Regions from separate parts of the Sus scrofa genome. Here region 2 is linked to region 1. Evidence: chromatin contacts called from public HiChIP or PLAC-seq data. All regions are on one chromosome and are shown on one strand. The core of a region is the stretch at or near the end of the contact, and the rest is flanking DNA. Distances in the headings are between cores, read along the strand shown.

Region 1 (2,942 bases), core at 222-2,721:
TGATAACACTTAGATTTCTGCCATACCTTGGCTATTTTAAATAATGCTACAATGACATAAGGGTGCATATATCTTTTTTAATTCATGTTTTTGTTTTCTTTGAATAAATGCCTGGGAATGGAATTACTGGAGTGTACATTACTTCTATTTATAATTATGTAAAATCTCCATCCCTGGTGGTGCAGTGGGTTAAGGATCTGGCATTGTCACTGCAGTGGTTCAGTACACTGCTGTGGCATGGGTATGATCCCTGGTTCAGGAACTTCCACATACCATGGGCACAGCCCCTGCCCATCCCCCTCCCCCCAAAAAAACCCCTCCATACGATTTTTCCATAGTGGCTGCACCAATTATTATTTCTACCAACAGTGCGCAAAGATTCCCGCTTCTCTACATCCATGCTAACACATTATTTGTTGTCTTTTTGAGGCTGGCCCTTCTGACGCATGTAAAGTGATACCTCATTGTGATTTTGATTTGCATTTCCCTGATAATTAGCAATGCTGAGCATTTTTTCATGTGCCTTTTGAAATTTTGTTTGTCTTTGGGAAAATGTCTATTTAGATTCTCTATCATTTTTTAATTTGGTTGTTTTTTGATGTTGAATTATGTGACTTTTTGGATATTTTGGATATTAACCTCTTATTGGATATATCATTTGCAAACATTGTCCCCCATCAATAGGCAGCCTTTTCATTTTGTTGACCTTTTCTTTCACTGTGCCAAAGCCTTGTAGTTTAATGTAGTCCTACTTGCTTATGTTTGCTTTTATTTCCCATGGCTAAGGAGACTTTTCCCCAAAATAGTACCAAGACAGATAACAAACTATGTACTGCCAGGAAAAGGGATCAAGATGGAAGAATAAGAGGACAGTGGGCACACCTCCCCTCAGGAACACCTCAAAAAAATAACTATATATAGACTTTTACTAAAATCAACCTGGGAACTAGAAGGACAGGACAGCCCTTCAGCAACCAAGGCTGTAATGACAGATCCACACAGTCTGGCAGGAAGGGATGAGGAGTGAGCTTATTGGGACCTGCACTGTGTCTATTGGGGGACACAGAAGAGGAAGGGGAGGTCACAGGCTCAGGGATTCTATATTAGGCACCCCAGCCCTGGAGGCAGACACCATGAAGATAAGCTTTCTTAGCTGGTTCGAAAACCAGGGGGCTTACCAGAGGGATATAAGGAAACCAAGACCTTGCTTTTAAAAAACACAAGCATAGACTTGCTTACTCTGTCCCTGGATAGAGGTAGCATATTGAAAACTACCTGAAACCCTGACCTGCTGAAAAGACTTATCATCCCACAATCCCACATTTGCAGTTGAACACAGTAGCAAATTTTACACATATGTATTTAGTGGTACCAAGTTTCCTTATCATAAAAATTAAAATGTGTAGAAAAATCTCAGCAAAAGAGCGCCCCCTTGTGGACCTCTGTTAGGTGGCAAAATGTGTAATGAATAAGCCTGAATGTTCCTCTGAAATGATACAGCTCTTTTGAATCATACATTCCAGTTTTTGCATATAATCCTGATGAAAACCTTCCTTGATATCAGCAGACTCAAACACTTCTCAGAAGTTAATCCAGACTAAGAGAATAAAAGTAGCATGCTGATAAATTTTGGAGAGTTTCTTTTCTCTCAATTTCTTAGTTGACAGTGTCATAAGACTTCATTTCTTCAAAGTTTTAAAGGTTGAAGCACAGTGGTTTTTATGCTAATTGTAACCTAGGCTGTTTAAATTATATTGGGCTTCTAGAAGACGCTTCTCTGCATAAAATGAGAAAACATTTTGAATGGGGTTTTTTGGGGGAGGGGCATGTTTTAAGATTAACTTTATTTCAGAGTTCCCACTGTGGCTCAGGGGTAACGAATCCGACTAGAATCCGTGAGGATGCAGGTTTGATCCCTGGCCTCACTCAGTGGGTTAAGGATTTGGCATTGCCATGAACTGTGGTGTAGATCACAGCCATGACTTGGATCCTTCATTGCCATTGCTGTTGCATCGGCTGACAGCTACAGCTCTGATTAGACCCCAGGGCTGGGAACTTCCACGTGCCCTTATGCCGCAGGTTCAGGTGTGGCCCTAAGAAGCAAAAAAAAAAAAAGATTAACATTATTTCATTCATCACTGTATTTTGTTCTGTTTCTCAGTAGAAATTACACGGTTTTTTTTGTTTGTTGTTGTTACTACCACTCTGTTAATAAAGAGGAAACTGAGGAAAATAAATAACTCTTTGATCACCTCAGAGTGGTACAAAGTCCTTTCAAAAAATATTTTTAATTAACAATTAAAAAAAATTATCTATTTATTTATTTAGGCCAGTCCCACAGCATGCGGAAATTCCTGGGCCAAAGATCTGACCTGCACCACAGTAGTGACAATAACAGATCCTTAACCCACTGAGCTGCCAGAGAACTTCCACTTTAATTTTAAGTTTCTTTCTGGTGACTATGTAATTATGTCCCCCAATTTTTTTTTAAACCTAGAGAATTTTATTAACCTCATTTGGCGGCCAAGGAACATGCTAAATAAATTTTTCAAGGACTCAGAAAGAATAAGTGGCAAAGCAAGATTAAAATTCTGGTATACTGATTTCCTACTCTAATCTTAGCTGATTGCCAAGACTGCTGCTCTAAAAATGTTTGTTCGTAAGTAGAAGCAATTTTTGGATGGGATTTTTCAAGGTAATTCTATGATTTTTGTGGGGGAAAATAACTTATAGGATTTGATAAAAAATTTCTTTTGCAAATAAGAGTTCCTAATCACAAATATGCTAATTTCGAAGGAGACAATAGAAAGAGAAATTGCACCTGCTGGCAGCTTTCCCTTGACCTTGGAAAGATTAGAGTCATCCAGAAATCTCCTTAGAAATACTTTCTAGTGAAGATTTTGAAGTAAATATCTTTTCACCTTCGACTTCTGTTTCCTCAG
Region 2 (2,700 bases), core at 32-2,531, 77 kb before region 1:
TTTAGTTCCCCAAATCTGAAAATCTACAAAGGAAGTTAACCTCACGCAGTACTTCTGTTTTGACTGTTAACACATCCTTAATTATCATCTTAAGGCTCCTTTTTAAATATATCTAAGACATTGAACAATTTTCTGGGTTTCCTACGGTGCAGATTCTAAAAGTTTCACTGTTATATTCATTTTATATGAAAACAGTTAAGAAGTATAAATTTAAATTCACAGAGGAATCCTAAAATGTCACTTTCTTTAGCTAATACAAGGTGTACTACAATTAAAGAAGGTTAGAAAGCTATCTTCAAGTTAAAAAAAAAAAAACCTTAAACCTATAAGTTTGCCAGTAACTTCATTTTATTAATTTAATTATTATTAATGCTATTACTGTTCATTATTCCTCTTTCCCAAACTATTCACAATGGTGTCACCTCTAGGACACAACCATTGGGAAGATTCTTAGAATAATTTGATCTAAACACTGATGAACTCATCTAGCCATTAACAGAATGAAATCTTAACCTATTATTAGTCCCCTCCCACCACCATCCATATTCTGCCAATCAACTGTATAAAGTTGCTTCTTAAAGACACCTAGGAGCACACTGTAGGCCCTTTTACGCCCTTAGCATTTGATAATGCTTCCATCTTAAAATCACAGTCAGTGGATTGTCAAGCCAAATCTCAGAAACAACCCAGAACTCTGGGTATAGAATACTGACAGAAAAACATCTATTTCCAAAGAGAAGGGGGAACGGGCAAAATGAAAACAACTCCTTTACCTGCTGCACACTAGCGACTCTCATATACGAGTCCAAGACGATCAACAGAGGCACGTGGACATTTTTGTCTTGAAATAACCTGGAGGCTGGAAAAGAAGGGGGTTAGGGGAAAAAAGCAAAGTCACGATTCATGGCACCCCTTTTAAGTCTGAATAGGGGGGAGAAAGCAAAAGAAGTGAGGCCAAGACCTTCCTAAAATTGTCGGGTCCTTTCTGTCTCAAGGAACAGAGAGTTTGCGGCTTCTCAAGAGTCCAGGTTTGTGGTGCCACAAAGTTCAGGGGAAGAAAGTTTGCAAAAAAAGGGGGGGTGAGGGGGAACCGGGGCAAAGGAACGGCTTCCCTGCAAACCCATTACCGTGGTCGGCGTAAGTGAACACCAGCATATCCTCCAGGATTTGGACCAGCGTCTCTATCTGTTTTCCTTCTTGGACATTGTTCAGCCTGACTATCAGTTTCTTCAGAGCTTCCTCGTCCTCCTCCTCGCACCCCTGGCAGCTGCCACTGGCCATGACCGACCCAGCTCCGAACGGGCCGCCCCTCCCGCACGAAGGCCGGCCGCTCCGGGAAGGGGGCGAGCGCCGCTCAGCATCTGCGGCCAGCGTTCCCCGCCGGCCCCATGGGTCCCCACGCCCGTTTAAGGGCAGGCGGCGGCTCCCCGCCCCGCGCCGCCCTCCCGCGCCCTCACGCCAAGCCCTCCTCCGCTTCCTCCTCCCGACCCGGGGCCAACACTCAGCTCCGGGGCCTGCAAGACGTACGGCCGGGGCGGGGCGCAGCGGAGAAAGCAGCGGCCGGCCGGGACCTGGCGGGAGCCGGCTGGGCCCGGGCGAACGTGGCGGTGGCCCCCGCGCCGGCTGAGACGGGATCCCCGGCGGGCGCGGGCTCCCGGGACCGGATCCCGCTCGCGGCGGCGTCGCCGCGGCCCGGAGTCGCACAGGAAGAAAGGGCCTCAGCGGACTCCGCCGAGAGCCCAGGCCCCGGGCGCTGCAGCGGCAGGTAGCGCGTCCCCCCGGCCCGACCCGCCAGCCTGGGCGCCCGCAGCCCCGCGGAAGGTCTGGGAAGTAAGCAGAAGAAAAATAAAAGCTGCCGCGGATCTCCAATCTAAGAAGAGAATCAGGGCGTTGGGAAGAGAGGACGCCGCCCCGTTGGCCCCTTTTAGGAAAACATTCTCCTTAGAGGTCCCCCTATAGGAATGAGTAATTTCCCCCCAAGGGGAATGGAGAGAGCGTTAACCACCAAAATGTACCCAGTAAAATGCTTTTGTATAGTTGTGGTTGTTGGTAGGGGAAGACATTTAAATATATATATATATATATATTCCTGTGGGTTATTTGAAGCTCTGTTGGTCAAAAGGCCACTAAAACACTAAAATTAACTTTTGAAAATTTGAGTTTACGCTAGGAAAGATCTTAAATATTGGGCAGCCAAAAAGTAATCAGTTCTCGGCGAAACTAAAAGTAAAGAAAAACACAGGGGTAAATGAAATGAAAAGGTAGAATGCAGAAAAGTTGAGCGATAGCAAACCTCCCATTGTTTATATTCAAAACTACTGAAGTTTTTGAGGTTTGGTTTGTTTTCTAAGTACCATAGCAATGTGTTTTTCAGGAAGAGAAACCTAAGCAAGAAACACTAAAAACAGGGCTGGACTGAGATGAGCTATTGCAGGCAGATCTGTCTTGGAGTAAAGGTGGGGTCCTTCACAAAGGAGAAGATGGGACTGGAAGTCAGCACTTCACAATTTTAGATCCTTTGTTTTCACTTCTATTACCCAATTCTGATTACAATCTGAAAGAGATAAGACAGCCTCTTAGCCTCCTCTTGAGGAAATGGAGATTTATGGTCTATAAGAGAAGAGCACTGTTGGAGTCAGACAGATGAGACGATGAGAGTCAGGACTGACACACAGGTAGCTCTAACCTCCAAGTGAAGGT

The links. HiChIP or PLAC-seq counts read pairs in DNA pulled down with a chosen protein or histone mark.
Region 2: a contact with region 1 is called in an H3K27ac HiChIP or PLAC-seq map of alveolar macrophages. The contact joins the promoter of LRRK2 here to the enhancer-like site in region 1. A contact is called at or near these places in 7 of 47 Hi-C or Micro-C datasets (alveolar macrophages, blood, embryonic fibroblasts and 4 more) and 1 of 2 datasets of contacts at active chromatin or transcription factors (alveolar macrophages).

What each region holds. Positions count from the first base shown.
Region 1 is chr5:71,721,865-71,724,806 of Sscrofa11.1, reverse strand. The region is part of intron 1 of LOC102165502 (a long non-coding RNA gene); the gene reads left to right. Among named protein-coding and RNA genes, the nearest start is that of SLC2A13, 49 kb to the right of the region's middle. Within about 2 kb of position 1,471, at least 2 of the 83 cell types and tissues checked have an H3K27ac peak or open chromatin away from gene starts, as enhancers often do. A contact at or near this core is called in alveolar macrophages, where this site is marked.
Region 2 is chr5:71,798,918-71,801,617 of Sscrofa11.1, reverse strand. It overlaps LRRK2 (leucine rich repeat kinase 2), which reads right to left and starts at 1,281. Exons shown (of 52, transcript NM_001113437.2): 1 at 1,128-1,281; 2 at 774-859. The coding sequence starts at 1,281.